Regions from separate parts of the Mus musculus genome. Here all the other regions are linked to region 4. The links are chromatin contacts, called in public Hi-C and promoter capture Hi-C maps. All regions are on one chromosome and are shown on one strand. Each heading gives the region's core, a stretch centred on a gene start, on an enhancer-like site or on the middle of the called end of the contact. The rest is flanking DNA. Distances are from core to core; before and after follow the strand shown. Region 1 holds the start of Ndufb6 (NADH:ubiquinone oxidoreductase subunit B6). Region 2 holds the start of Dnaja1 (DnaJ heat shock protein family (Hsp40) member A1). Region 3 holds the start of Bag1 (BCL2-associated athanogene 1). Region 4 holds the start of Fam214b (family with sequence similarity 214, member B).

The links. A called contact is a pair of places that touch in the nucleus more often than the background predicts. Capture Hi-C pulls out chosen DNA fragments and counts their contacts.
Region 1: a contact with region 4 is called in a Hi-C map of B cells, with 5 read pairs. The contact joins the promoter of Ndufb6 here to the promoter of Fam214b in region 4. A contact is called at or near these places in 1 of 484 Hi-C or Micro-C datasets (B cells) and 2 of 9 other capture datasets (adipose tissue and liver).
Region 2: a promoter capture Hi-C map of liver shows a contact between it and region 4, with 3 times the contacts expected there. The contact joins the promoter of Dnaja1 here to the promoter of Fam214b in region 4. A contact is called at or near these places in 2 of 39 promoter capture datasets (liver and pre-B cells) and 1 of 9 other capture datasets (liver).
Region 3: a contact with region 4 is called in a promoter capture Hi-C map of adipose tissue, with 2.4 times the contacts expected there. The contact joins the promoter of Bag1 here to the promoter of Fam214b in region 4. A contact is called at or near these places in 3 of 39 promoter capture datasets (cranial neural crest, embryonic stem cells and pre-B cells), 1 of 484 Hi-C or Micro-C datasets (B cells) and 2 of 9 other capture datasets (adipose tissue and liver).

The regions. Positions count from the first base shown.
Region 1 is chr4:40,275,931-40,283,647 of GRCm38.p6, forward strand. It overlaps Ndufb6 (NADH:ubiquinone oxidoreductase subunit B6), which reads right to left and starts at 3,491. Exons shown (of 4, transcript NM_001033305.3): 1 at 3,228-3,491; 2 at 1,723-1,815. The coding sequence starts at 3,407.
Region 2 is chr4:40,716,092-40,723,753 of GRCm38.p6, forward strand. Dnaja1 (DnaJ heat shock protein family (Hsp40) member A1) reads left to right here and starts at 6,377. Exons shown (of 9, transcript NM_008298.6): 1 at 6,377-6,542; 2 at 7,612-7,662. The coding sequence starts at 7,622. It overlaps Gm6297 (predicted gene 6297), which reads right to left and starts at 6,750. Exons shown (of 3, transcript NR_077226.1): 1 at 6,541-6,750; 2 at 5,403-5,576; 3 at 4,063-5,303. It overlaps Mir207 (microRNA 207), which reads left to right and starts at 6,826; the gene lies at 6,826-6,904. It also overlaps a transcript of Aptx not described here.
Region 3 is chr4:40,946,997-40,954,275 of GRCm38.p6, forward strand. Bag1 (BCL2-associated athanogene 1) reads right to left here and starts at 1,298. Exons shown (of 7, transcript NM_001171739.1): 1 at 726-1,298. The coding sequence starts at 798. Chmp5 (charged multivesicular body protein 5) reads left to right here and starts at 1,557. Exons shown (of 8, transcript NM_029814.1): 1 at 1,557-1,680; 2 at 2,458-2,562; 3 at 3,518-3,564; 4 at 5,372-5,465; 5 at 5,986-6,057. The coding sequence starts at 1,612.
Region 4 is chr4:43,034,815-43,042,285 of GRCm38.p6, forward strand. Fam214b (family with sequence similarity 214, member B) reads right to left here and starts at 5,487. Exons shown (of 9, transcript NM_001253353.1): 1 at 5,152-5,487; 2 at 2,249-2,392; 3 at 1,022-1,990; 4 at 129-187. The coding sequence starts at 1,915.

The DNA.
Region 1 (7,717 bases), core at 2,241-4,740, 2.8 Mb before region 4:
AGCTCACCTCTTCTCCCTAGATTTTGAAACTTTCCTAAATTGGTCTCAGCTTATGGGGTCAATAGAGACTCTTTAGCCACGTCCTCAGTCTAGAGGACATGCTCATCACAGACTTTCTGTCTGTCCTTCCAACTGGCCTAACTTGTTCCCGCCATAGTCTTCCTTGAATTTGCTGTTTTTCTAACAGTACATATTCCTGGAAGTCAAATACTTACTTTTATATGTTCTTTCTACAACAATAAAGAGGACATACTAGGCATTCCATTCTTATTGCTCAAAGACTCTACTGTGGGCCAGGGAGATGGTTCACAGGACAAAGGCTTGCTGCTAAGCCTAACAGTTTGATCCCTGGAGACCACAGGGTAAAAGTACAGAACCCAAGTTCTTCAAGCTGTCTTTTGGCATTCTTTAACCTTCTTGACCTTAACACTTTTGAAGGTAGCAAGCCAATAACCCTGCTCCAATGGAACGTTTCTTCCAGTGGGCTTGCTTCATGATTCCTTGTGACTGCATTCCGTTTATGCAGTGGGCAGGAACATCAAGAAGCTGAGGCTGCTGTCCTCTTGCTGCATCTATCAAGCAGCACAGTTTCTGTCTGCCTCATGGCTGACCACACTGAGATGCTGCCTGCTGGACTGTAACTTAGAGAGAGCCCTGTTTCCAGGCCTTCTTAATGGACAGACTTAGTGACCATGCATTCAAACACACGCCCACATTCACATTCGTGGTTATTTCTCCATCTACCTATGAATACACAGTAATAACTATGAGTTCATACAAACACTTCCAATTCTAACTCCATTCTCCAAGGTGTTCCCCTGTTCATGTAAATAACTCCATTCGATCAGTGCACTTATTCGATCAAGCTCCTCCCATCTAACAAATGTCCTGTCACCATCACCACACCTTGTGATGTTGAACCTCCTCACCTTATTTGGGTTCTGATGTCTTACTCCACCTCAGGTTCCTTACTTGACTCCCTTCTCGAATTCCAGTATCCTATCCCAGGTTGCTGGCACTAAGGCTCCCCAAATGGACGTGCTCAGCCTACTCTAGCAACTCTCACTGGACACAGAACACCCCATTTACACTATCTGAGTTCCAACACTCCACACTACTGTTCCCCTTCCATGATGTCGCAGAAACCACATGCCCTTCTCCTACTGCCTAGGATCCAATAGAGCGGAACAACCACACTGTGCTGTCCCTTGTCTTTAAACCACGGCAAGGGGCTTTAGTCAACCCATGCAAGATCTTCCCATGAAAAAGTTTGTGGTTTTTGGATACCCTAGATTGTAAAGGAAGAGAATTACGAAAAATCAGATAAGGACAAGGAAAGGGAACTGAGACATGGCAGACTTGTTGGAACGTTACCACATAACGGACTGGTCTAAAGAAGCAGCAGAAGTCATCTTTATACCTGCTCAGGACTCCAGGGTTAGATAGACATGCTGACCATTTAAACACTACTTCAAGGAAATGCATTGCAAAAGGTATAAGCTAGTGTAAGAGTAATTTTTTGATTTCTAAGTTTTGAAACTACTTGTATATAAGAGTACTCAGAATTCAACTAAACCTTTACCCACCCACCCCCAAAAATTCAAAGAACTTTAAAATCAGCTTAGCATGGCATATTATTTTCTGAGTATAGCACAGCCACAGGAAATTATTGGATAATATTAAAAATAAGTTCTGGACAGCATACATTTAAAGTATACTTACAGCCATATGATATTTGACATAATAGTGAACAAACCACATAGGTATAAGCACATGAGAAACAGCGAAGAGACTGGAGCGGTACGCCTTAAAGACCTGCGGGGGAAACACATACAAAATAAGCAAACATCCGCTCTTTACAGTTTTATTTTTTAGATTTATTTACTTTATGCATGTAAGTGTTCTGTCTGCATATATGTATGTGTACCAGGAGTATGCCTGGCGCCCTCAGAGCTCAGACAGAAGAAAGCATCAGATGCCCTGGAACTAGAGTTACAGACAGTTTTGAGCCACCATGTGCATGCTGGGAACCAAAACTGGGTCCTCTGAAAGAGCCAAGTGGTCTGAAGCAGTCACCTCTCCAGCCTCACCCCACCCCTCACTTGAGACAGGGTCCCAAGCGTTAGCCAAGGCTGGCCCGCCTCCCTCTGCAGAGATCCTCGGCTATCCTCCTGCCTCAGCCTCTGGAGCTGCTGTGATTACCAACATGCGCTGCTTACTCTCCCTAGCATGAGCTACCTTATTTTTCAATGTGTGTGGAACAAAAACCAAACCAACTAACCAAACAAAAACATTCCACCACTACCAACTATGTGTGATAATTATTTTACAAATTTCTAAATGGAACATATTTCCTGACAGATTGGGGCTGACCTACCAATTTCAGTATTTTCACTAACTCTGAGGCTTCCTATAGAATATCCATAGATTCTAAGACAGAATAAGCACCATTCTGCAAGACATAAGGCATTGTTGTTCAAGAAACCAACCAACCAACCAAGACTTTGTACAACTACTACTTCTACTTCTACCACAATTACTGGAAGGAGCTGAAAGCAATTCCCACACAATGTTCGCTACTCATCATTGATGTGATTTAATAGCAGTCTCCAAGAAAATATCTGGAATCCTTACAATAAAAAGCAGTCCTTGAGTGAACGGTTTTTCTGCCTGGAGGTCATGGAATGCAATTTAAAAGTAACTAAAAGTGTGTTAAACGTACACAGTGATGCGTAGAAAGGGAGCTTTAGAGTCTGACAAAGCATACCAAATAGAACCCTGTCTTCTGTTGCGACCCCATGGGGCTGTACTATACCAGCTGGCCAGTCTCTGGCACCTCAACCCTACCCACCGCGTAAGTGTTCTCAAATACTGAAATCACAGCCTGTGATCTCAGTTAATTCTGACCAGTTTAACCCGAGAAAAGGTATCTACACTCGAAAGAACTGCATGTGCGGCGAGCGTCTTGTAAAACCTAAGACCCGACTTCTCAGTACACCTGACAGCCACCTGCTCCTGGACTCCAGACCCCAGCCCTGAACAATAGCGACCTGACAGCGTCTCCGCTAAACCTGAGCCCCTGGACTGATTGTCCCTTGGGGCCCTCCCGGGTATGCGGGCTCTGGACAGGGTTGGGCCTTGATGGAACTGAGAGGAGTGGGCTGGGAGGCTTGGCCAGGCTGCGACCCGGGGTGGGAACCCGGACACCCGTGTGGCTCATCACTCACCATGTTCTTCCACACGGCCCCGTCCCGCAAAAAGTTATCCCAGAATCGCTCCAGGGGCCACATCCTGCGCGGGGGCAACACGGGCTCCCGGGGACTCAGCTCCTGGTCCTTCAGCCATCGTCTCCTTAGCTCCCGCAGCTGCTGCAGCCGCAGCTTCTCATCCGGCGTGTACCCTGACATGTTGCCGACGAGCCTACACAGGACCGGTCACTGACCTGCCCCTCCCGCTCCGCAAAGCGACCTTGAGGCGCCTGGAAGCGGCGCGGAGTGATGACGCCACACCAGCCCCGCCTCTGGGGGCGGGCCGACTCCTTCGCGGAAAGCAGGCTCTGCTCATGCGCAAAGCCCTCTCTTGGACCCTGGGTTTTAACAACCTGGGTTAAGTATGAGCTCAGGAAGGTCCCTGAGTTAAGAACTAAGTGGGCGGTGTTGGAAAGTGTGAGAAGTCCTGGGGCTAGGGTTCAGAGAAAGAACTTGTAGGGGAGGGGACCGGAAGAACAAGGACGATGGTTTAGCGAACCTCTGCCTCGCCCCCTTGAATTCTCTTCTTGACCGAGAGACACTTGCGTCCGAATTTGGCTCCCACCTCTTTCGTAACCCGCTAAGTAATCTTGAGCGCCTATCTCGGTTTTCTTCCCTCTCTGTACTGCAGAAATAAAGAGCACCTTATTTGGGAGGCTTCCATAGGCTCGCTCACTCTTTGATTCTGCCGGCCCACTTTGTAAGACATCCCAAAGGTATGGCAGTAAAAATTTGTAGGGGTGTGCACGAATATTCGTCACAACACGATATGTAATAGCAAAACATTGAAAAATCACCTCCCAGATTTCAGAATAGAGGATTAGTGGGAAAGCTTATAGTACTGTAAAGCATTGGTATGCTACTGCCATAAATGAGCCTTCTATTCATAACTGGAGTAACTTCTACAATCTATTGATAAGTTAAAAAAATAAATAAGTAAATAAAACCAACTACACCAAGTATGCTACCTTTTATCCAAAAGCAGGGAGAGTAGTAGTGATACTAAATATATATACATGCTCTGAAAATTTTAGAGTAATAAATGAAAATAATTTTGTTATTTGTATTTGGTTTTGGAGACAAGATCTCATGTTGGCTTTGAAATTGCTATTTAGGGAGACTGGACTTAAACTCCGAATTCCCCTGCCTCCACTACTCATGAGCTAGATGAAGTACACCAGTATGCCCAACCTAACTACTGCTTCAAACACCACCACCAATATTATATAGGGAAGATAGGATAGACACAAAAGTAGGAACTAGGGAGTTTGGAGGTGGCTTAGCGGTTAAGAACACTTACTGCTCCGTCAGAAGACTGAATTAGGAGAATCTAGCTACATGGTGGGGCTTCTGGAACCTGAGTGTTCTCCAGCAGAGAAGAATATGATTTATAAGGCTCTCTCTAGCGAACCAGAACTGGGGAAGTTTCTAAGACCAGTAAGCAACTTGATTAGCAGGTTTCTCTGGTCAAAGATGAAAACATTTCAGCATCAGTAAGTATGAATTGAATGATTTTTAAAATATAAAACACGTCACACATAACCAAGTCAAAATACTTTATTAAAAAATCTCGTTTTTGATTTTTGGATGATTTTTTTAAAGATTTTATTTATTTTGTGTGTATGAGTACACTGTCGCTGTCTTCAGACACACCAGAAGAGGGCATTGGATCCCATTATAGATCATTGTGAGCCACCATGTGGTTCCTGGGATTTGAATTCAAGACCTCTGGAAGAGCAGTTGGGTGTTCTTAACCGCTGAGCCATCTCTCCAGCCATTGGATGGCCTTGAAAAACAACTTATCTTGAAATCTGGTAAGAAAAAAAAAATCATTTCTCATGTCAATTTGTACACTATGCCTTGTGGCCAGTTTCCCCCTCCCCTCTCTGCTTTCTCACCAACCATTGATCTGCTTTCCATCACTATTAAAGAGTCCGTGTTCTTGTAGAACTTTCTATAAATGGGATCACAGATTTAACTTGATTTTGTCCTGTTCCTGTTACTCAACATCACTATCCAGGGGTTGAGGTATGAGGAGAACTTAGTAGCATATTCTTTGTTGTTCCTGAATAATAACCTATTGCAGGTGTTATACCACAGTTTAAATATTTACCTGTTAACCAACAGATTAGTTTTTCCTTATTTTTGGAAACCGCAAGCCCAGTTGCTATGAACCATCTTTGTATGATGTCTAGAAATAGAACAGCTGTGGAATGTGTAGTGTATACTTACCTGTAAAAAAAATTCCAAATGCTTTTCTTAAAGGTCTATTATGACTGTATCCATAGTTTGTGAGAGACCCATTTATCCACCCATTATTTGATGTGGTAAGTCATTTTAATAGATAATTAGTGGTATTATAACTTTCATTGTTCCAACATCTGAAAACAACACTTGCTTTTCCATTAAAAAAAAAATCAGACATTTTTTCTAGTGTTCTGTACAAATTACATCTTAGAGTAACAAAAAACTTCTGGGGAAATTTTCTTCGACGAAGCATTTTAATACCAAACATAGGAAGAACTGGCAAGCCAAACTTCACCATCACACCACCCCTCCTTCCTCAGCTCCAAGAGGATCCCCACCACCACCAGGTCTTCCCACTCCCTGGGGCCTCAAATTTCTGGAGTGTTAGGCTGGTCTTCTCCCACTGAGGCCCGACCAGGTAGTTCTGGGCTGTAAATGTGTCAAGGCCTTCCACCAGCTCACGCACGCTGCCTGGTTGGTGGCTCAGTTTCTGATAGATCTCAGGGGTCCAGGTTAGTTGAGGCTGATGGTCTTCTTGTGGGGTCATCCTACTCTTCAGCTTCTTTCAGCTTTTCCCTAATTCAACCACAGGGGTCCCTGATTTCAATCCATTGGTTGGGTGTAAGTATCTGCATCTGTATCAGTCAGCAGCTTGTTGGGCCTCTCAGAGGGCATCCATGCTAGGTTCCTGTCTGTAAGCACACCATAACATCAGTAATAGTGTCAGACCTTGGAGCCTCCCCTTGAGCTAGATCCCAATTTGGGCCTGTCACTGAATGGCCTTTCTCTCAGTCTCTTCTCCATTTTTTTGTCCCTACAGTTCTTTGAGACAGGAACAATTTTGGGTCAAAATTTTTGACTGTGGGATGGTGTCTTAGGGTTTTACTGCTGTGAATAGATACCATGACCAAGGCAAGTCTTATAAATGACAACATTTAATTGGGGCTGGCTTACAGGTTCATAGGTTCAGTTCATTGTCATTGTGATGGTTTGTATATTCTTGGACCAGGGAGTGGCACCATTTGGAGATGTGGCCTTGTTCGAATAGGTGTGACCTGGTTGGAGTAGGTGTGTCACTGTGGGTGTGGGCTTATGATCCTCACTCTAGTTGCCTGGAAGTCAGTCTTCTACTAGCAGCCTTTGGATGAAGATGTAGAACTCTCAGCTCTGCCTGTGCCATGCCTGCCTGGATACTGCCATGCTCCCACCTTGATGATAATGGACTGAACCTCTGAACCTGTAAGCCAGCCCTAATTAAATGTTGTTTTTTATAAGAGTAGCCTTGGTCATGATGTCTATTCACAGCACTAAAACCCTAACTAAGACAGAAGTTGGTACTGGGAGTGGGGTATTGCTGTGATAGGCCTGACCATGCTTTTATTTGAAAGAATGTGGATTTTGGTACTTTGTATTTGGAAAGCAGTGGAATGCTTTAAATGGGGCTTAATGGGTCATCCTAGTAGGAATATGGAAGACTTTGTTGCTGGGAGTAATTTGAACTGTGTTGACCTGGTCCAAGAGATTTCAAAGGAGAAGAATTTCAGAATGTGGCATGAAGACAGTTTTTGTGGTATTTTGGTGAAGAATGTGGCTACTTTTTGCCCTTGTCTGAAAAGTCTGCCTGAGGCTAAGGTGAAGAGACTCAGATTATTTGCACTGTCAAAGGAAGTTTCAAAAAAGCCCAGCAGAGACTTTGTTCTCTGGTTAAGTCTTATGAAGAGAAGTTTGAACAAGCATAGCAAGCTTAGAAAGGAAAAATATAAATTATATGGCTCGAGTATTAAAGGAGTACCAGGAAGTGAAATGGAGCAAAATCCTGAGTTCTAGGAGATAACAGATTAAGGGAGTGGGACCTTGGGGCAAGATCCTACCCAGCTAAATTTAGATCCAGGCATGGTGGTACACACCTTTAATCTCAGGAGACAGGCATGCTGATCTCTGTATTCAAGGTGAATCTACAGAGTAATACCCAGGGTAGCCAAGCTTAGGCAGTGAAGGATTTAGAAAACATAAAGCCAGTGATAATGTAATAGTACAAGGGGGTCATGTTTTAGTTCCTGCAAGCAGCAGAACTCGGCAGCTTCAGCCATGTATCTCTGGCTCTAGAGTTAAGAATGGAAGGAACTACTGGGACAATTGATGCTGGTTAGCTGGAGCTAAGACATTAGCAATGATTAAGAAGAGACCAGCATCACTGAGGTGAAATCTTCTGGGAATTGTTT
Region 2 (7,662 bases), core at 5,127-7,626, 2.3 Mb before region 4:
ATGGGTCATACATCTTCTGAACCAGGCAAGTCCTCAAGTGGAGGGATGGGGACACCAACCCAGCCACAAAACTTTTGACTGACATACAATTTGTCCTGCTGGCAGAGAGTGCTGGGGCCTGAGCCTAGCAAAATCATCAAAGAGGCCAATGAGACTTCATCCAGAAACTGATTGATGAAGAGTCCCACAGTCAAACATTCGGTAGAGCTCGAGGAGGAGAGGTCTGCCAAGGTGGAAGAAGAGGGACGGGACAGGATGGGACGGAGAGGGGGGGAACCAGAGGGGTCAGGGACACACCACAAGAACATGAGAACATGGCCCACAGAATCAACTGATGGGGACTCATGGGAATTTGAGAGGTCAGGAAATCTATAGGAGCCTGACCTAGGTCCTCTACATATATGTTGTAGCTAAGTAGCTTTGTGTTCTTGTTGGAATCCTAAGAGTGGGAGCAGGGGCTGTCCCTGACTCTCTTGCTTACTTGTGGGACCTTTCCCGCCAGAGGCACATCTTCCGTAGGATAATACCTAGGCATTTTTCGAAGCTTCACCACCCAGGTGCCACCGTTCCTGTCCCCACCAACTGTTTTTGTGACAGTAGCAAGGACCTTCTCCTTTTTCTTCTTCTTCTTCTCAACCTTGGTCTTGGCAGCTGAGTATTTCCTTTTGTACAAGACCTTTCTGGAATGCATAGCAGATCGGGAGTACCTGCCAATTCCTCTAACCAGGGCAAGTTTTGGCTGCAATGGGGCTTCCCCTTCTTGGGCTTTTTAACCTTAGGGCGACCCTTTTTGGCTGCAACAGCAGCCCAGGTACCAGAGGCGGCAGCATCGCCGCCAGCCTTCTTGGCCACAGATTTTCTCTCCTTTGTATCAGGCTTCTCCGCCTTTTCACCCGCCATCTTGCAAGACAGGAAAGAGAACTAAGACAGCGGCTTCCGGTCTGTAAGCAATGGCAGGAGGTGGCCTCATACAGCCTTACTGTGATGGTATGTGTCTGGTCTTATTGTAGCTTGTTATGCAGTTTTTTGGTTGATGTCCCTGGGAGAAGGCCTGCTCTTTCCTAAGGGAGGGAGGGGAAAGAGAGGGAATCTAAGGAAGTGGGATGGCAGAGAGGGGAGAGGCTGGGGATAGGAGAGGGAGGGGAAACTTCAGTCCATATGTGATATAAGAGAGAAGAATAAAGGAGGGCGGGAATGTCTCAATGGAGTACACTATAACTCTCAGTAAGCATGTGGCCAGATCACAAGCAGCTGGAAGTGGCAGTGGGCAGCAACCAAATAGTAGTGAGTCATACTCTCTGCTAAGGAATAGGAATTTTATTTCCGAAGCTCTGGTTGATTTTAGGAATGGAATGATATAATTTCTAACAGTTGACTCTTTTTTTTTAAATTGTATTTGATGGCGTTAGGGTTTAACCTTGGGACTCCAGGTATACTAGGTGAGCACTCTACTTTTTTTTTTAAATACTTTTTATTAGGTATTTTCCTCATTTACATTTCCAATGCTATCTCAAAAGTCCCCCATACCCTCCCACCCACGCCCCTACTCACCCACTCCCACTTTTTGGCCCTGGTGTTCCCCTGTACTGGGGCATATAAAGTTTGCAAGTCCAATGGGCCTCTCTTTCCAGTGATGGCCGACTAGGCCATCTTTTGATACATATGCAGCTAGAGTCACGAGCTCCGGGGTACTGGTTAGTTCATAATGTTGTTCTACCTATAGGGTTGCAGATCCCTTTAGCTCCTTGGGTACTTTCTCTAGCTCCTACATTGAGGGCCCTGTGATCCATCCAATAGCTGCTGACTGTGAGCATCCACTTCTGTGTTTGCTAGGCCCCGGAGCACTCTACTTCTAAACTATACCCCAGACTGATCACTCATCCCATATACAGCCTGTGAAATAAAAATAAGGCATAATGTTGAAGATGCAGCTCAGTGGCAGCAGACCAGCACATGCTTAGCAAGCATAAAGCTTATTTAGCAGAATAAGAACAAGAAAGAGGAGTGGGGCCGGGAGGGCAGGAGGATAGGAAGGGAGAGAGAAAGATCTTCGAAGAGGATTCTCTATGGCTTGGAACCAAAGGAGGTCATGGATACACAGGAGTATGTCTGGTTTACTTTTTCTTTCCTTTAAAGAAAATACTGTATTTTGATACCATGTAGCCCAGGCTATCCTCAAACTCCTGGGCTCCAGTGATATTCACGCCATAACCTTCAGAGTAGTTAGGACTACAGGCTCTCTCTGCCACCATACCTGGCAGCCTTTAAAGAACCAACAATAAATATAACACCTGAATTTTCCACACTCCTGGAGAGTGAAAGGATGTGGAACAAGCATGCTTACAGCTTTTTCTAAATTGTACAGTATTTCATCTATGAGACCCAACATCTGAGATGATGGGAGCATGCCCAATATGCTCAATGACCCCAGCCTGGAATGGCTGAGGAACCTGTGAGCAGTGGCCCAGAGAGGGCTCTCTCTCCTGTTCCTCACCTCTGCCCTCCCTATAAAAAATGAAGAGAAGCTGGACAGGGTTCCAAACTAGGTGGAGGCAGGAAGATAAGGAGTTCAAGGTCATCCTGAACTACACACCAAATTCAAGCTTGAGGCTAGCCTGGGCTATATGAGACCCTATCCCAAAAAAAGCAAAAGAGAAAAGATGGGAGTAGGGGGTAACTTAAATGAAACATCTGTACTGCTTGGGCACATTATAGACACCTATCAGCAGACAGTCTCTCTCTTACCCTGTCCTCACACAGGCACTTACACTACCAAGCTAGACTTGGAGGCTGAGTGAGGAGCCTTTTGTAAAGGGGAATGAATTAATATAGCTTTAGGGCTGGAGAGATGGCTCAACAATTAAGAGCACTGACTGCTCTTCCAGAGGTCCTGAGTTCAATCCCCAGCAACCACAATAAGACCATATATATATATATATATATATATATATATATATATATATATATAACCATTATATATAATTAAATATATATAATAAGACCATATATCCACATATGTATACACACACACACATACATATATATATGCAATGAACGAGAAGGAACTGAGCACAAAGGCCAGGAGTGGCGGCTCATACCTGTAATCCTACCTAGCATTTGGGAGGCCGAGGCAGAAGGACTGACCTGAATTCAAGGCCAGCCTGGGCCACAGAGTAAGACGGGAAGTATGGGATTTTTTTATTTTATTATTTTAGGTGTATGTGTGCTTTGTCTGCATGTATGTCTATGCACTGCACACATACACTGCATAAAAAGAAAAAAAATTTAAAGCAATAAGATATTAATTTCTCACATACGCCCCTAAACAGGGTCTCAAATATCCCAAGCAGCCTCAAACTTTCTATGTAGCCTCAGCTGGCTTGAACTCCTGAGCTTTCTGCCTGAGCCTCCCAAATGCTGGGATCACAGGTAGAAACCAATGCATTTGATAAGTTTTTACTTGTAAAGCTGGCAAAGATTTAACAGAATAACAAGAGATAATTACATACTTGCAAGGCCCATTCACACATGCTGGAAGCAGTTTGAATGAGCATAAAAAGTTGTTATAATTTTCAATTTGCACTCACATTGGCTCAGCAGGTTTAGGTGTTTGTCCTAAAGACGTATTTGCAGTAAGTGTGGTGGTAGGGGCCTACAATCCCGGCTCTTTCCAGGCTGAGTCAGGATTGCAAGTTTGAAGACAACCGTGTTACATAGAGCTCTAAAGATTGACTATGGTGGCTTGGGCCTGTGAAGGATGAAGGGTCAATGGCCCCATGCCTCCGGTGAGCTGAGACACCCCCACCCCACTTTTTCCCCTTTTATTTTCACATCACTTCAATCAACTCTTATCTAACAAAGGAGATCATGGCTTAGAGGCTGGCTTGGACTACACAGAGGGTTTGAGGTCTCAACTTTATGAGGCCTATGCGAGACTGAAAAAACACAAAAGAAAAATAAAGTTTGTATGAGTACCTAAAGCTGTATTTGAAGATCTTCAGCACTTCACCATAAAACATTGGAAACCACTGAAACATTCAATAGAGATCAGGCAAACCACATCAAAAAATAACAAGGCTGATTTATTTACCCCAACAAAATAATCCGTTGTAAACAACACATGCAAGATAGTTTTCTTTTTTCTTCTTGCAGTCCTAGGAATCATACCTAGGGCCTTGAACAGAATAAGAAGCACTCATTCTATGTGTTATATTCCCACTCCAAAGACGGTGTCACACCTAACTCAAGTGATCTTGAGTTCACTAGCCTCCTGGTTCTGCTTCCTAGTTCTGAATTTTCAGAACTACCAAACTAAGCTAAGATCTCATTTCCACACAAAATTATCACATATGAAGTTGCTGGTAATTTTCGAGGTTTTTTGTTTGATTTGTTTTGAGACAGGGTCTTTCTTACTCTGTAGCTTTGGCTGCCCTGGAACCTGCTATGTAGACTGGCCTGGCCTCTATATTAGAGATCTGCCTACCTCTGCCTTCAGAGTGCTGGGATTAAAGGCAGACTTTATCAGCCTAGTCCTGCAATTTTGGTTGGTTGGTTGGATGGTTTTGGTTTGGTTTTTTGTTTTTAATTCTGGTTTTTAATCTCATTACGAGTTAAGTTCCTTGAGAGTAGGGGCCATGGCTTACAAGAGTTTTGTATTGGCAAGGCCTAGAGTATGCCTGGCATAGTAGATATTTTACTCAAAAGTGTTGGCTTAAAGCAGTAGTTCTCAAACCTGTGGGTTTTGATCCCTTCGGAAAACCTTTGGCACATATTTATATTACAATTCACAGCAGTAACAACATTGCAGTTATGAAGAAGCAATGAAAATAATTTTATGGTTGGGGGACACCACAACATGAGGAGCTGTAATAAAGGGTCGCAGCGTTAGGAAGGTAAAGAGCCCCTGCTTTAAAGACGTAACCTATTGATAGATGTGATATCTGAGAGGGTAACACGTAAGCTGAGAAAAGATGTTTCTCAACCAAAACCACAGCACATCATCAAAAAGTCTGTAAGGGAAGTGGCGTAGCTTTAGTGACCACAACAGAGTTTAGTGAAAGCAGTAACGGTGGAGAGGCAGGACAGCTCAAGGTAGAAATCCCAAAATCCGGAGGTTTTTAAGACCACGAGCTAAAGATGTCTTTGGGTAGGTTTGAAGACAGCCTTTCCAGCTCCCTTAGCTCTGGCTACATCCAATTACCTGTGATCTCCATAAAGCACTGAGACAGCCGCTCAGCTGGTAACGCACTGAAGACTTGAGTTGCCCGTGCAAAGGTACGAGAGAACTACAATGGTCCACAAGCCTAGAAACACACAATAAAACGAACATTTAAAGAATCTCATCCCACACTCTGCACTTCCATTAGGAAGTGTGCTTAACTGCTTCTTGTTCACCTGCTGACCTGTATTTTGTGATTTCTCTTATAAGTTTTTAGCTTGTTCCACTTCCAACGAAAGTCCAAGCAAGAGGCCCCGCGGTTAAGAGCATGTACCACCCTTCACAACTGCTCAGAGACAGGAGATTTCAGAATTTGAAGCCAGACTTAAGACTCCATGCCTCTGGCTTCCTTGGGCACCTACACACACACACACACACAGAGGATTCAAAATAAATCTTTAAAATATGTGAACTCTTTCAAGCTTACACCTCCACTTCTTTGATGTATCTATTGTGTTAGTGAATAAGAAAAACATTCACTCTGTCCTTTGAAAGCTTAAGATTCAACTTTGCCAACTATAGATTTTTGAGTCACCAACTGGAAATAAAAACGGTCAGAGAATTAAAACAATAAGCTAAAGCAATTAATTTTGCTTTTGGCCGCTCCTCTGCGGCCAAACTGGGTGGAAGACCATGACCCTCCGTTAGCATGAGGCATTCTAAATGTTTTCCTGTTTGGTGAAGTCCCAGATTCCCTCCGCCCAAGTCGTCAGAGCCAAAAGGATCTGAAGCCTGGGCCAGGCTCGTCCAAAAAGCTCTGACATAAGTGCGCTTGGGTGAAACCAAAGCCTGCGAGGCTGGTTTAGGGAGTAGGCCCGCCTTGCTCAGCATTTCTTGCCCGCAAGGCTCAGAGCTAAGGAGCTGGAGCTGCAGAAAATCAGACTCGCAGCCAGGGCTGGGTTCCACCAATCCCCTTCAGCACAGCGCGCACAACGCCTGAAGCACTCGTCCCCGGCTTACGGGCTCTGGGACATGACCTCTCCACCTCAAGACTTCCGCACTCTGGTTCCTCGCAATAAGAAAAAAAGCCTCTAGAAAATTCTACGAGGCTCGGGAACCCGGGCTTGAGTCCACCCCCACAAGGCCCTTGGGCGCAGCCACTTCCCGCCCCCGCGCCGTTGCCCAGGTAACCGAGGGGCGGTGGCAGCGGCGAGGGGCGGGACTTCCGGCAAGTGACGCGCCGGGGCTCGGCTACAAAAGAGGTCGGCTGCGGCGGGCCGGGCGGAACTTTCCAGAACGCTCGGTGGGTGGTGGAGGAGCAGCGTGTGGCTGAGCTGCGCTGTGCTCCGCTCCTTTCCGCTCTCCGGCGCCGGCCCGCTCACCGGTGAGTCTCCGGCCTCCCTCGGTCGCGGCGTGCGGTCTGGACCCCAGACAGCCGGGGAAGGCGCAGCCGGAGGCGGTTGGTCCCGCGTGGGCGGGGACTGCGGGTTCCTTGAGCCGGCCTCGGGCTTCGGAAGGCTGCCGGGAATGCCCGGCGCCCTGCCCGCCCGCACGCCTCGAGGAGGTCCAAGGCCCAAGCCAATTGGCCTCCCGCCTCATGCTCCTTGCTGCGTACCCCCGCGCTCCGCCGCCCGGGCCGGGTGGGCAGCGCTGCGCACGCGCGGAGCAAGGCAGGGGTGAGGGGCTGCGGGAGGAGCCGGGCGGAGGCTGCGGCTTGCGCTTCTCCTGGCTCTCCTCCCTCTCTTTGTTGAGGTTCGACCTCCCCCCCCCCTCCGCCTTTTCGATCAGGGTGGGAGGGAGAAAGGAAGGAAGCCTTAACGGTCGGCGCCGGGGGGCCCGGGAAACCCAGAGGGCGAGCCAGCTTCCAGGCCTGCGGGGCGAGAGTGGGTAAGCTGCGAGCGAGCAGGAGCAGGATGGCGACGGGGCCCGGGCACCTGCTCCCTGGAGCCGGTCTCCTAAGCCACTCCTCCACCCCCGGGAGTCCAGTGTCGCTTTCCGGCGAGGGTATGGCCTTTATCAGATGTACAAAGGCAGCGGTAATGTACTAACCAGTGGACGGAACCTATCAGTGCTGCTGTGGGTTACTAGCAAAACCTCTGGGGAAAGGAAACCGGAAGAAGCCAAATAATTCATGTGTTAGTGCAGTAGAGTCTGAACCAGCTGCGAGAGAGGCTTTCCTTCGCGTTCCCTGAAATCTATATTTTAATCTGTTCGAGTTTACAGCTGAATCATATCAGGAATTTTTTTTTACCTTTTAAGACGCGTAGGGAAGGCTGTATTAGTATGAAATAAATGCAAAAGAACAGATTGCTTTAGCTCTGGTAGTTAAAGACTACCCGTTAAGAGCCAGTCGTGGCGCACACCTTTGATCCCAGTGCTCAGGAGGCAGAAGCAGTTGGATCTTTTCTACAAAAGTTTAAAGCTGGTTTAAAATTACCATTTTCTGGTTTCAGGCTGTAAAAAATGGTGAAAGAAACCACTTACTACGATGTTTTGGGGGTAAA
Region 3 (7,279 bases), core at 48-2,547, 2.1 Mb before region 4:
TTTGTTTTAAAACAGGTACTCAATCTTTTCTAAGTAAGTGGAGTTCAAATCCACCTTTAGATTGCGCTCCCAACCAGTCAAGAGTCAGAAGGAGTCCTAGTTCCTATTTGTGCCTCACAGATCAGACATCAAGAGGCCTTTGGGGGGGTGGGGGTGGGGATTCATCTCAAAGTTTCATAAAACTGCTGGATATAGAGCCATGGTTTAGGTAGCAAAGTTTGTTGTTAGTCTTTCCTAACTGATTCTAAGGAAATGTCATGGCTTCAGCTTTCTCGTGTACTTCCCAAGGTTTTTAGTTCTGTGTTGATGTAACCAGATGTCCAGAAAGTAACTCTTGGACTCACGGCCCATTGAACCTGCGGTTCTATGACATCCAACAAAAACACTACTCAGTAAATAAGGAACAGCGGGATCACGCACCAAGTTCGTACTCTTTACACTGGTGGATGTCCAGAACCACGGAAGTTCTACACACAAGAAGGCCTAATATAAGCCTGACACAAAGACCCACGATTACTAGCGTTACACACTCAACTTTGCTTCCAAATAGAGGATCCAATAAGTGTCCAGGGACCGGCCACAGGGAAAGATGTCCTGACACCAGCCCTAAGCAAAAACATCCCCAAATATATATAGCCAAGAACCCATGTTTCTTTCTCCCAAGACTACATGTGGCCAAACCCACATATCCCAACCCGATCTACGGAACCCTCCTTGGCGCTCACTGTGGGTGACGATCACGCTGAGTCTGGGTGTTTCCATTTCCTCCGTCTGGACCATCTCCTCGGTCTTGGCCATGTTGTCGGTCTGGGTCACCTCTTCTGCCACAGTTACTTCCTCGGTTTGGGTCGCCTCCTCGATCTTGGTCACCTCCTCTACCTGGGTCCCGGTCACGTTCTTGCTACGGGTCACTTTCTTACTTCTAGTCAACTCCCTGCTGCTGCTCCCTACCTTCTCGCTCTGAGAAGAGCGGGGCCGGACTTTCTTCTTCACCCGCGGCTTGCAGGCGCCGGCGGCGGCGCCCCTGGTGGATCGGTCATGCCCGCTGGCTGCACTGCGCACAGAGGAACGCTGAGAGGGAGGCAAGCCCCGCTCGGCCCGGGACTCCGACTGGCGCGGCTCCCGGGCAGGCCGAGGGGCGCGCAGCCTGGGTCCCAGCGGCTCCCGGTCGCCTCGCGGTCGCCGCGCGGCGCTGCGACCCGCCAGGCCGCGTTTGTTCACAGCGCAGCGGTGGCTACCGGGCGCGCAGCCTTGCAACCCCGCCCCACTACTCACCAGTTCCGCCCCATCTACTCGCCACGCCCTCGGAACTGACCCTGCTTCAGGCCCCGCCCTATCCGCCCAGCCGCGTCTAAGCCCCACCCACTCCGCCAAGGCACCGCCCTATCCCTCCTCATAAGCCCCTCCTTCAGAAGTCTTTCCACCTCTCCCAGAGCTCCGCGCTCCTTCTCCGGAAGGAGGAGCTGAAAACACGGAAAAGGGATCGGGAGACTCGGGCGAGCACTCTGCGCCTGCGCATGGGGTGGGGGAAGCCGGAAATTGACACCAGAGCGACTACGCTTCCGTTTCTGGTTTTCCTCCAGTGTTTGGGTTTCCTCGCAGCCGGCCAAGATGAACCGATTCTTCGGAAAAGCGAAACCCAAGGCTCCGCCACCTAGCTTGACGGACTGCATTGGGACGGTGGGCATTTGACTTTGCATACCTCTGACACTCCGACCCGTCCATCCCGAATTCGTACTCCACCCCATTCCTGGTTCGGGCCCATTAAACCTGAGTCTTCTTCATCCCCACCCCTTTCATCCCTGTTTTCCAGGTCATTCCTGACCCCAGAGACCAGACAGTCTAATCTCATCATTCTTTCGCCCTTACTGCACTTAGCTCTTTCCGATGCCCACTGTGCCCCACCCCTTCTTCCTCGCTTTGGTTCCCACATTCCAACCTACGTACCCTATGTCACTACACCCCACTTTGTCTAACCTGGCCTTTTAAAAACCCTTTTTCACTCTTCTCCCCTTACCCATGTCAGGGTTAACATATCTGTACCTTAGTCCTGGGTCTGAGTAGCATAGAATTCTGAATCTTGGCCCTTCCAGATTAAACCTGATCTCGGAAATGGTTTTAGATCTCATCTTAGCCTGTGTTGATTGGTTCATTCCACGCACGTTCATGCAGAGTCCCAAACTGACTATTCTCCTACTTGGGAAATCTCAGCCAGCGGAGAGAATCCCAAATCGTTTTCCTCAAGAGAGGGCTGCTATATCAGAATCTAGGAGGTGGGAGAGAGTTTATGAAAGCCCTCCAATGGTTCGGGCTGGAATTCCCCACCCTTAAGAAAAACCCTATTTTCTGCCCTTTGCTATATTGTTCCTTTTTTCTTTTGCATATCCCTCTCTTTCTGCCCCTTTCCATGTAAACATATTACAATAATTACCACTGCATGTGATGTTTTCTTCCAAGGTGGATAGCAGGGCAGAATCCATTGACAAAAAGATTTCCCGGCTGGATGCTGAACTAGTGAAATATAAGGATCAAATCAAGAAGATGAGAGAGGGTCCTGCTAAGGTAAGGCTGGTGACAACTGTTGTAGGAAGTACTGTGAAGGGACTGACTGGTGAAGGATACAAGAAAAATACACGAAATCTGGTAAAGAGAAGCTACTTGTGAGGACCTGTTCTTCAGGGAACAGAAGCTACAGCCATATACAAGAGGGAGGCTGGGTTTTAATGTGGTAGGTAGAAGATGCTGATGACATGTAATGGGAATTGGCATGCTCTGCTGAGAAGGTCTGACTCTGAAGAGGAGAGCTGGTTGTGCTCAGAATCCGGGTGTTGTCTGGCTACTCAGGTTAGACTAGATATGGCGTGTAAGATCAGTGTTCTGATACTAACACTACTTAATAGGCTATGGGTGTATAGGTATCTTTTTTTTTCATAACTTTATAACTTTTTAACAGTATGAACCAGGATATCACTCAGCTTCAATTTTCTCATCTGTTAAATGAAGATAATATATACTAATGTGTGAGGATTAAATAACAAGTCACCTACATGGCATTATATCTAGAATATCGTAGTAGTTGATGAATTTGCGTGAAGAACCAACAGAGGGATCAAAGGTTGATGTAGAGGTTCCCAGATTCTGAAAGCGGGAGGCTGGTGGGCTGTTGTAAATGGCTTCTAACATGAGGACATGATAGCGGATGAACGTGTTGTATTTAAATGGAAAGCAACTGGATATACACAGTGCGCTCTGTTGGGGCTGGAAGTGGAAGTACAATGCCTAGGGAGAGGAAGAGGAATTGAAGATACAGAGCATGGGTTGCAAAGGGCGCTAAGATGTACCAGCTGGGCATTAGAATTATCTGTGCTCGAAGCTTGAAGAGGAAGAGTAGAGTCAAGGAGCCTCCACATCTGCCATCTTGCAGAAGAAACATGTAGGTGCAGGAGTGTGAGCATAGGGGAGACTTCTTGTGCCATCTGCGTTCCCTTCTTTTAATTAAGTCTGTTTTTCTCCTCAGAACATGGTCAAACAGAAAGCCCTGAGAGTTTTAAAGCAAAAGCGGATGTAAGTCATATGCTTCATCTCCCTCCTAAGAAATCAGAAAGTGAAGAGGCCTTCCATTCCTTCCGGCTTTCATTTCTTCTCAGTAGTCTTGATTTCATTACAAATGTGCAAAAGCTTCCAATGTTCCGAGTTACTACCTAAGCTTCAGCAGCCACGTGGGATCACTTTGGCTGGCAAGGTCGAGATGGTTTGGGTCTCCTGTGGTTGAGTTAGGATGAGTGTTTCGGTTTTGTTTGTAAAGTTAGGAGTGCTAAATATTCATTCTCTCTCACCAGAATAAATGTGAAGGTTCACAATTTATTTTCAATTACTATGTCCCAGTGTTTGTGCGAAACCCCAGTTTATCTGTGGTGCTCACCCATGTGGTCTGCTCAGCCTATGAGATCATCCATGGAGTTGTAGACTCGAGGCATAATCAGCTTGTAGGAAACCAGGAAAAGTGTGATGGCTTTGTTTCAATTTTAAAATGACTTTGTAACAGTCAGATGCTGTCTTCCATTTTTAAAAAATACATTAAAATCACATTGGAAAAAAAAACCTAATAATACCTAGAATGGCCAGCATGTATTACAACTGTTGCCTTCTTGGTGGCAATTGGTTTTAAAGTATTTTGGTTTTCTTGTGGAAGGAATTTGGCTTTGATGGCCTGGACCTGTTATCCTAGCATTTGGGAGGTAGAGGACCCGGAACCTATGAGCATTGACTACATAGAGAAATCAAGACTAGCCTTGGCTACATAAGACCCTGTCTCAAATAAATAAATAAACCAAGCAGGGTGGCACACAACCTGTAGACCTAGCACTTGGTATATGGAGGCAAGAACATCAGGGGTTCAAAGCTACCCTGGGCTAGTAAATTCTAGAGTAACTTGGGCTACATGAATCCCTGCCTCAAAAATAAATAAATAAATGGAATGTAGATTTATTGCAGAAACTTGGAACATATATCAAACAGAGGTAAAGAAAATTTATCTAGATTCTTAGGAAACTGAAATTATGTGTCTTTTATATAAGCTGTCGTCTTGCCCCTTCTTGTTTCTGCTTTTAGAGACAAGGTTCTCTGTGTACTCCACGCTGGCCTCAAGCTCTAGTCCCCTGGCTCAGTCCCCCAGTTGCTAGGATTATAACCTTGTGCCACGATGCCTAACTGAATAGAATCATTTGCCGATTTCCTGGATCATGAATTACCTATTTTTCTTCTGCTAATTAGATGACTTCTGTGGTATATAACGATCGTGGTGACATAAATCTTTGATATTATATAACTCGGTAGAAAACATTATTTTAAAGAGTATTTCAAGTATCAGACATTATATTAAGTCTGATGGATAGCCTAAATTATGAATATAATTTTGAGTCTGAAAAACATTTAGCTATACATATGAAGAATCTTAAAAAATAGTCTTAGCCTTTGCCCCAAGAGTTCCACCTCTGAGAATTCATCTTGGGAAATAACTAGAAAAATATAAATAAGATGAAATGAGATGGAGAGTAAGGCCAGGAGTGGAGACACCCACATTGCCAGCATTTGGAAGCTGAAGCAGGAAAATCACTATAAGTTTGAGGCTGGCCTAGACTACAAATCCTTTCTCAAAAAATAGAAAAAAGAGCAAATACTATGTTGTTAAGTGGGACTAGTTAAAACTTAAATATACCCAAGGGAAAAAGACTTTGGAGGGATTTTTGTAAGAGTGGGTAGTTTTAAAATGATTTGTGGTTGGGTTTGTTTGCTATTTAGCATTAAGGCTGTTTTCTCCTAAGGATTTCTATCTGGTTCACATTTCTGATTTTTACTTGACCCCAAAAAGGTATGAGCAACAGCGAGACAACCTGGCCCAACAGTCCTTTAACATGGAGCAAGCTAATTACACCATCCAGTCACTAAAGGACACCAAGACCACGGTATGCCCCATACTCCTTTTCCCATTTTAACTTGTTGTTCTTGTTTTTGTTTTTCAAGACAGGGTTTCTCTGTGTAGCCCTGGTTATCCTGGAACTCACTCTGTGAGCCAGGCTAGCTTCGAACTCACAGAGATCCTCCTGCCTCTGCCTTCTGAGTGCTGGGATTAAAGGTGTGTGCCATCATCTCCAGCTTCATTTTCATTTTTCATCTCATACACTTTGCTATGGTTTAGTATACATGACATTCTGTGATTGGGTATTTTGCATGCATGTGTACATAGTTACAGATGGTTGTGAGCATGTGGATGCTGGGAATCAAACCTAGGGTCTTCTGCAAGAGCGACAGATGCTCTGAGCCACCGAGACATCGCTCCAGCACAAACGTGAACTCTCAGGACAGTGTTTTCGGGGCTGGGGATGAGACAGTGGTAGGATGGTTGCCTGGTATGCACGAGTATCTGGGTTCAAATCCTCCGTTCTTCAAGATAAAACAACAAATACATTGTGCTTTCTTTTTTAGGTTGATGCCATGAAGTTGGGAGTAAAGGAAATGAAGAAGGCATATAAGGAAGTAAAAATTGACCAGATTGAGGTGAGCTGTCGATCTGCTGGGTTTTGCAAGATGTGTACTTGTTGCAAAGATGAGAATAAGCGTATGTGTGATAAACTCACAGAAAAGGGGTGAAATCCTGGTCCTGCTGTTTGCTAGCGTAGTGACTTCTGGAAAGGGAAGGGCACCAAAGGTCTCAGTTTCGTCACTGCTAATGCAAAGACCCAGGTAGCACATATTATGCCTGTAAAATAAGTGAGCTATCTCAAGTATTGTTTCATTTACTGTGTGCTAGCCTATCTCAGTCTCCTAAATTCTGGAATTTTGGTCGTGTGCTGTGGTTCTTTTTGTTTTTTGGGTGTTGTTTATTTATTTGCTTTTTAGACAAGGGTTCTCTACATAGCCCTGGCTGTCCTGGAACTCACTCTGTAGACCAGGCTGACCTCAAACTCACAGAGATCCTCCGGCCCTCTGCCTTCTGAGTACTGGGATTAAAGACATGTGCTACCACTGCCTAGCTTCTCTTGTAGTTTCTATGAGAGCTATTTAATATGAACTTAAGAGAAGGTTTGGCTATTCTTACTTCTTTCTTTTGTTTGTTTGCTCTTTATGACTTCATTATGTCTGTAATTATGAGTGTATGCATATAACTATGTATGGGTCTACTCATGTGTATGCAGTCTCTTCTGAGGCCAGAAGGGGGTGCTGGATCCCTTGGAGTTAGAGTCCCAGGTACCTGTGAGCTGCATGTACATGGATGTAGGGGCCTAAGCTCAGGTCCTCCGAAGAGCAGCACTGCTCTTAACCACTACACCATCTTCCCACTCAAGCTTCACTTTGCTTCTGAGGCAGGATGTCATTCTGTAGCTTAGGCTCTTGTAGAATGTATTATATCTCCTAGGCTAGCCCTGCACTTGTGTCAGTCCTGCCTCAGCCCCTGAAGTGCTAGCCTTGCCTTCAACCTCATTCTGGCTTTTGGCTTTTTGGATGCCTCCCTATCTCCTTTCCATTTTCCTTGTCTGCCCCTAATAGATTGCCAGCACGACACACTTCATAAATGTATCCTTTGCCTGTGCTATACACTTGGAACTCTTAGGCTTATTTTTCTAATATAAATTAAAATATTTTTATTGTTTTATAGTTCTAATTTTTGAATTTTTATTTGCATGTTTAGCTGTTTTTATTCTTTTTATTAAAAAAAATTGAAAAAAAAAAAAGAGAGAGAGAAGACCGGACATGTTGTCGCACGCCTTTGATCCTAGCA
Region 4 (7,471 bases), core at 4,237-6,736:
GTTCCCAGTCCTTGGGTACCACTCTTGTCCATTCCCCAGGGCCTCTACTACATATAGTGTTGGAAAAAACTACAGACTTCTGCCTTCACTTTCATGGCCAGGCGAGAGGGAGAATCTGATCAACTTACAGCTTCAGGCGACGGGCGCCTTTCAGCCTCCGCCCCATGGGACTGCAGTCTGTTGGGTCCTATGGTGAAAATATTGAAAACAGAGACTTTATGAAGGCCAGACATATTTAATGACAAGGACTTATTATAAGTTCTCAGAAGAACATCTCTATAGGTTTCCTCCACCTCTACCTAAACAATGTTTGCTTAGGAGTAGATGAGAGGGCTGGTGAGATGGCTCAGCAGGTGAGGGCACTGACTGCTCTTCCGAGGGTCCTGAGTTCAAATCCCAGCAACCACATGGTGGCTCACAACCACCCATAATGAGATCTGATGCCCTCTTCTGGTGTGTCTGAAGTCAGCTACCGTGAACTTATGTATAATAATAAGTAAATCTTTATTTTTAAAAAAGGAGATGAGAATAGGCTGGTGTGATAACATACAAGGTGACAGTTAGGAGGTAGAGGCAGGAAGATGACCCTACCCTTGGCTACATAGAGAGTTTGAAGGCTATTTGAGACTTTCTCTTAAAAAGCAAAACCAGGAGGCTGGAGACCTAGCTGAGTTTTCATTTTTGGAGTGTCTGTGTAGCAGGCTGTCCTAAGACTCAGGCACACAGCCTTGGGTTCAATCTACATTCGATCTACAGAACCACATACACTAGGTGTGCTGGCTTCTCTTCCCAGAAGTTCCCTTCGAACTCTCCGGAAGGGGCCAGGCCTGCTGAGCCCTCCCAGTGCCTCCCCCTTTTCTGAGTCCAACACTGCACCTGGAAGGTGGAGAAGTAGTTCCAGGTCATCTTTGAAAACCTTAGATTTGCCTGGGATACATAAGACCATGTCTCCAAAGAAAGAAAAAGAAAAAAAAAAAAAAACAAAAGAAAAAAAAATAGACAAACTTGCCCACTGGCTTACCAAAACAGGCTCCTTGGGCCCAGGCAGCAGGTGGCTCCAGAAGGGTGTGGCTTTGGCATCAGAACTATTGGCAGCAAGAGGGCAGCCCAGGGTTCCCCGGCGCCTCCGAGGGGCTGGCCCCTCATCCTCAGAGCTGACATCAAGGGTTTCTCCAGCAGGCAGCAGCCTTCGCTTGGTGGGGCAGGGGCCAGGAGGTCCAGGGCCAGGGGGTGTGTGCTCGGGACTGTGCCCATTGGCAGTTCCATGGGACTCCCTAGGCCAGGGGTTGCTCCCGTTGCCCACCCTAGCCACTGGGCTCTTACCCCCTATTTGTGCAAGATTGTGCAAATCAGTGTCAAGTGTGTGCAGCTGGCCTGAAGGGGCTGGCCCTGGAGTCTCCCCCAGGCACCCCTGTCCCCCTTGATCTGGGAAAGCCCAGTCTCTGGTGTGCAAAGTATTGAAGGAAGCATTTGATGAGAGCCAGGGTGTACTCTGGGTCCCTGAAGTCCAAGGTGAGGTGGTATTACCTCCGTGCTCCACAACACAGAGGCCATGGTGGGAGAAATGCTGGCTAGCCACACCCAGTCCCAGACCCAGTCCCTCTGGGCTCAAGAGTCCCACAGTAGATGGTTCTTCAGGGGGTAGTCCCTCTCTGGCCCCCAGCCCAGGGCCTCTCTTCAGCTCCCGGGGACCCTCGGTGGGAGGGGCCGGCCGCTTCAGAGCCCTAGGAGGCTCGGAGGCACCAGCTGAAGGGGAAAAGATGGATACCTGGTAGACCCCGGGGGATGTCGCCCCCCCTGCTGGGCTGTAGCCCATGAGCAGGCCACCCTGGAGGGTCCCCTGTCTGACTGGAGGCTGTGAAGGGCCAGCCTCTGGCTCTGAGGATGGAGACAGCTCCGCCTGCACGTGGCGCATGAAGCCCCCCTTGGGTCAGGGGGGCCCCCCCACACGGCCTTTATGCTGGGCCTGGGCTGGGGGGCCTGGGGACATCTGAAGGAAAGAAAAACAGGAGATCATGAGACCCAAGGAGTCTTCTTTCTTTCAGCTCAGTTTCAGATCCTCCCTCGGTCCACAGATGACCTTGAGCAGTTTGGGGAGGTAAAGTTGCCCATATCCCTGGACAGACCAATGGAAGTCAGAGACCACTCTTGGCACTCCCAGGAGGGGCACATTACAGCTCCAGTTTCTCAATGGACTTGCAATCCCCACCCCCAGCACCACCCCCACCCCCACTTTCCTGGACGTTACCCCGATGAAGAAGCCTCAAGCCTGGGCGCGTGTCCTCTCTTCCTGTCTGATGTCTTGTCCCTCTAGCTTGCAGTCTGGTCCATGCCCACTGCACCGGCAAGGTGGCTGCCACCATTCCGTGCAGCTTCTGGGCTCAGTTGGACCCTGAAGGAAAAGAGAAAATATAAGTCAGAATCCGTGCAGCCAATGGTAAAATTCCTCCACTAATATAGGCTACTATATCAGCACACACACCAAGACATCTTCCCCGCTTTGGGACAAGCTCTGCAGAAACAGAAGAGGCAGGCTGGAGACCTAGGGCGTATGCAGAAGAATTGGGCTACCTGAGGACTCAACAGAGAAGCAAGTCTTGGCTGACTGTATTAAGGATGTGAGAAATGAGTAGAGACAAGATGAACCACTTGTCAGGGTCTCCAGCTCAGGAACTGGCCCTGAGTAATAGGGGATAAGATGCCCCAAAGACCAGAGATTCCATGTCAGGTTGTAGGTGGACAGGACAATACTGTACTTCTCTTACTCAAGGCTACCCAGTTACACAACTCATCTCCTTATATCTATCCAAAGGGGCAAGTGCCACTCGAGAGTGCTGAGGGCAGAGGTCATGCAGGTAGGTACACCCCATCACACAACTACAGAACTCAAGTCAGCTCCAAGCCAGCCCTGCACATTTAAAATCCTAACGTTCCTCAGAAATCTGTCTTTTTAATAGAAGAAATCCAGCAGGGCATGGGTAGCACATGCCTTTAATCCCAGCACTTGGGAGGCAGAGGCAGACAGATTTCTGAGCTCAAGGCCAGCCTGGTCTACAGAGTGAGTTCCAGGACAGCCAGGGCTACACTGTTACCCCCATCCCCTAAAGACCTCCCCGAAACAAAAAGAAATCTAACCAAAAACAAGTGGTGGAAGGAGAGAACGCAGTCAGAAGATACTTTCTAGTTCTCACCCCTCCCCCCAGGCCCTGCAAACCAGAGATAAGGAAGCAGCAAGCAGCCAACTGGAAATAACTGGAGTATCTCTCCATGCCCCTCCCGCAGGGCACAACCAATACTCAAAAAAAAAAAAAAAAAAGCTAAAGCATTTCTTTGTTGCCAAAGCACAACAATGGTCTTCACAGACCACTAATATTTCAGTGACCAGACTCTCAAGTTGAAGGCCAGCTGTCCCCACTGTCATCCTTATTTGGTCAGCAGCCTGTGAGCACTACCAACCATACTGCCCTTTAACATAGTGCTAGAGGCTGAGGCAGGAGGATCTAGACCAGTCTAGCTACATGTTGAGAGGTCCTCTGTCAAAATCAAACAAACAAAAACCAGGTTACAGCCAGACTTCCCACTACACCAGACAGTTAAGGTCAGATGAGGTTATGAGACATCCTACCTCAGACAAAACACAAAACCAACAAACAAGTTGAGGGGAGTGGTGGCACACATCTTTTAGTCCACACACTCTGGAGGCAGAGACAGGCAAATCACTAACTACTTTCTGAAACCCGATGACACTGCTGTTCACTTCTGATTATGTCAGGCCCGAGGACAGGACTGTGTTTCTTCCCCAGCCCAACTTCAAGCTCAGGAGAAACACACATCAAGATTCAAAAAAAAAAAAAAAAAAAAAAAAAAAAAAAGCCTAAATCCGAGCTAGCACCAGTGATCTGGTCAGCAGCCTGACAGTGTAGAGACACACTGTATGGGTGAAGAGTGGAGAGATTAATTGTACATGGGGAACTGCAGCAGTTCATGTGGTGGCAGGAGACGGAGAGAGGGGGGACATTTACACGTAGGGACTCTCCTACATCAGCCATTGCCTTCCTTTCAGACCACACCTTGCCATTTCACCAGGCCCCCTTCCGAATGAGACCCTAAGAACATTCCAGTCCTTCATGTGGGTGAGATGGCTAGAAAGCGGAGAACGCCAGTAGTAGCAGTGTCGTGAGAGTATGACCTGTTCTCCTTTCTTCCCCTCCTAGTCTCCACCCAAGCTTTAAAGTTCAAGAAGGGCGTTTTCCTGAGCACCCCAATTTCCAGGTCATCTCAGTTGCCCTCCTGAGCCCTTGCCTCGAGGAAGCCAGGTGATGACATGATGCCCTACTTGACCCCAGCATGCTGGCATCTGCTCATTAATCCAGAGTCCTATTAGTTCCCTCCCTGCCCAGAGACGCTCGAAGACTCACTCCTCTGCCACCCAGCTTCAAGCTGACTCATGGGGTAGGACTGCCGGGAGAAGGGACAAGCCAGTATAAGCCAAACCTCGCCCTCCATGCTGGGGATGGGCAGCAGCTGGCATTAAACAGCTGTGCCAGACTGTGGCTGCCAAGGACTACAGCTCCCAACATGCCGAGAGCAAGGCCAGCAAAAACAACAAGTCCCAGAATACCATGAGGTCTGTACCCTCAGATACTTGTTAGACCTGGGAGGTGGGAGAGGTTGTGGTACAAGAAGAACACCTAGGCTCATTCTATCCTTCCCTTCACTCTCAAGACACCCATTTTTACCCTAAGGAAGGTTAGGGTAAGAATTCCTACCCATGTGTTTTCCACTCTTATCCTGGGCAGAGTCCTGCTGCTCACTGCTGTACATTTTGTCCTCACACAAGTCTACACACGCTAGGGTGACTGTTCCCAAGACCACTGTTCTGAGTAGAAAGGTTAATCTCTGCTTTCACACTCGCTCTCACTCTGGCCTAGAGCCCTTCACCTTTAATAGAGAGGGAGCAGACCTCAGAAACCCCTCCAAACTCAGACGGGGAGACTCACCTTGACTCCTGGACTCCTTGTTCTGGACGATTCCTCCCACCCCCTGCTTAGCCTCCCAGGTCGGTTCTCATCCCTTCTTCACAGTCTGGGACAGGCCCCATACCCTGCAGAGGTTTTGGAGATCTGATCCTTCCACCTAGTACACACTCACCCCGCTCCCAAATTGGCTCCGCCGCGGTGGCCGCTGCTCCGGGCCCTTCCGTCCCGGTCCCGTCCCCGTCCCGGTCCCTCCCCTCGGATAACCAGTCCCCCCTACTACGGGCCCCCAACCCAGACAAAGGGTGGCTTAGGCTGAGAGCCTTGCTCTGCTTGGCCCTTCCCTGATCAGCTTCGTGTGCAACACTAGCGGGCTCTGGCGTCCGCAGCCCCTCTAGCTGCTGTTGCACCCCTCCCTGCGACGGTCCCTCCCCGGGGCCGCCCCGGCTCCGCGCCGCAGACTCAGCTGCCCCTCTGACTCACAGGCCATTTCCTACCAGCTGATGGGGCCGCCCGCCCCGCCCAGCGCCCAGCCACCCCCAGCACTGCGACCACGGCTGCCACGCCCCCCTCAGACCACACCCTCTATGGGCAACAACTATGTTCATTGGCCCAGTGGAGGCCAGCCTCTCAGCAACCTCAAGCGTGAGTCACGCCCTCTTCAAGGAGCGCACGCCTATTGGTCCACATAAGGGCAGGCCTACCCAATGTCGCTCCGCCCACCTCCTTAACCCTTTTTCTGTCCAAGTCCTAAGCAATTCTCTGCCCTGTCATTTAACCCCATTCAGACTTCATTCTCTCAGGGCTCAACAAACCTTTCTCCTCCACACTTCCTGTTCTGAAGTAAATTAATATGAAGCTCCAGTGTGTTCACAGATAAATCTCAACAATCTCCAAGTCACACCAAACCCAACCCTACATATCCCCAAGCCCATTCGCCCCCACATCCCGAAACAGCTCCAGGTAAAAGGGTTGCTATCGAGTAAGCTTTCTACAAGAGCAGGAAAAAAAGACCTACTACAGTCGTACCTTATTTCTATCCATACTGAAAGATGGCATCCTCTCCCACCCCCTTTTTGTCTTTGTTAGAGACCCCAGGAGGCTGACATTTCAGGGACTCTCAAAACCCTTCCGAGACCAGGCTTTGGAGCACTCTTTGCTGACAGGCCTCTGCTCCGAGGAAACAGAGCATCCTAAGAAGTGAGTTAGAAGGCCTTCTGCCCAAAGTCAGATGGAGACCAAGTTCGTCTTCATGACTCACAGCTCCCTCGAAACTCACCAAGCTCCCCCTGAGTCACAGGGCCCCGGGCCCAGCCCAGAGCCAGCCAAATTAAGCAGCATTATAGTCAGCATCCCTAACCTTTGTCCTTAGCTCTGTAAATAACCAGGACGGAATTTTTGCGAGGACTGGGCATTCACAGACACTTTTTACAGGGAGTGCTCTCGAGATAACCTGAGAAAATGGATAGCCTTGTCTACTTTGTCTTCTGAACTTATCAGCAAGTCAGACAGGTTGTCACCAACTCAGGCCTTTTCTCCCTGTCGGTCACAGAAACAGGGAACAAACAGCAGAACCAAAGGAAGTAGAAGCCAATGCTTTGCCTATGCTATGAGTCCCCAGGACCATTAGTTTATTACTGGACTGTAAAAAGAGGGCCCCCCCTACTTCCTCTCTGGGTTTTACAATTAATACAAGTACACAACAGACCTCTAGTATGCTTTCTCCTTACCTCTACTGAGTAGGAGGAACTCCCTAAAAAAGACCCCAGCTCCCTAAGATTGAATTCCCTGCTACGAAGGAGCAGAATTTTTTTGGTTTTCGAGACAGGGTTTCTCTGAGTAGCCCTGGCTGTCCTGGAACTCACTCTGTAGACCAGGCTGGCCTCGAACTCAGAAATCCGCCTGCCTCTGCCTCCCAAGTGCTGGGATTTAAGGCGTGCGCCACCACTGCCCAGCAGGATTTTAAAAAGTCTCAAAGCCCTAAACACAAGTGAAGAATCAATATGAGAATCTATTTGTCTTAGCAAAGCTCACATCTTAGGAAAATTCTTGGCAGCCCTCATTTGTTCTAACTATAATTTCAAGCTTTAGTTTTCTACAAAGATCAGAGGGGGAATACTAAAGGAGTCAGGATAAGAAAAAAAAAAAAAAAGTTCCAGGCCTCAGTATGCCCTGGGGAAAGGAACACAGGTCACTCATGCATGGCGTCATACCTAGTTGCTCTAAACTCTTATCTTGCATTTTTTGTTCTTCTTTTAAAGCCAAGGTCTTGCTATATAACCTAGGCTGCCCTTGAACTCATAATCATCCTGCCTTGCCTCCAAAGTGTTAGGATTACAGGTTACTGGGAGGTTTTGTTGTTTTTGCTTTGTTTCTTTGAGACAGAGTTTCTAGTCACTCAGACTGAGCAATTTCAGCTATCTCTTGCCTCTATCTCTGCAATGCTGAGATTACTGGTGTGTGCTACTGGACAGAGCCTGACTTAAAAAAAATTT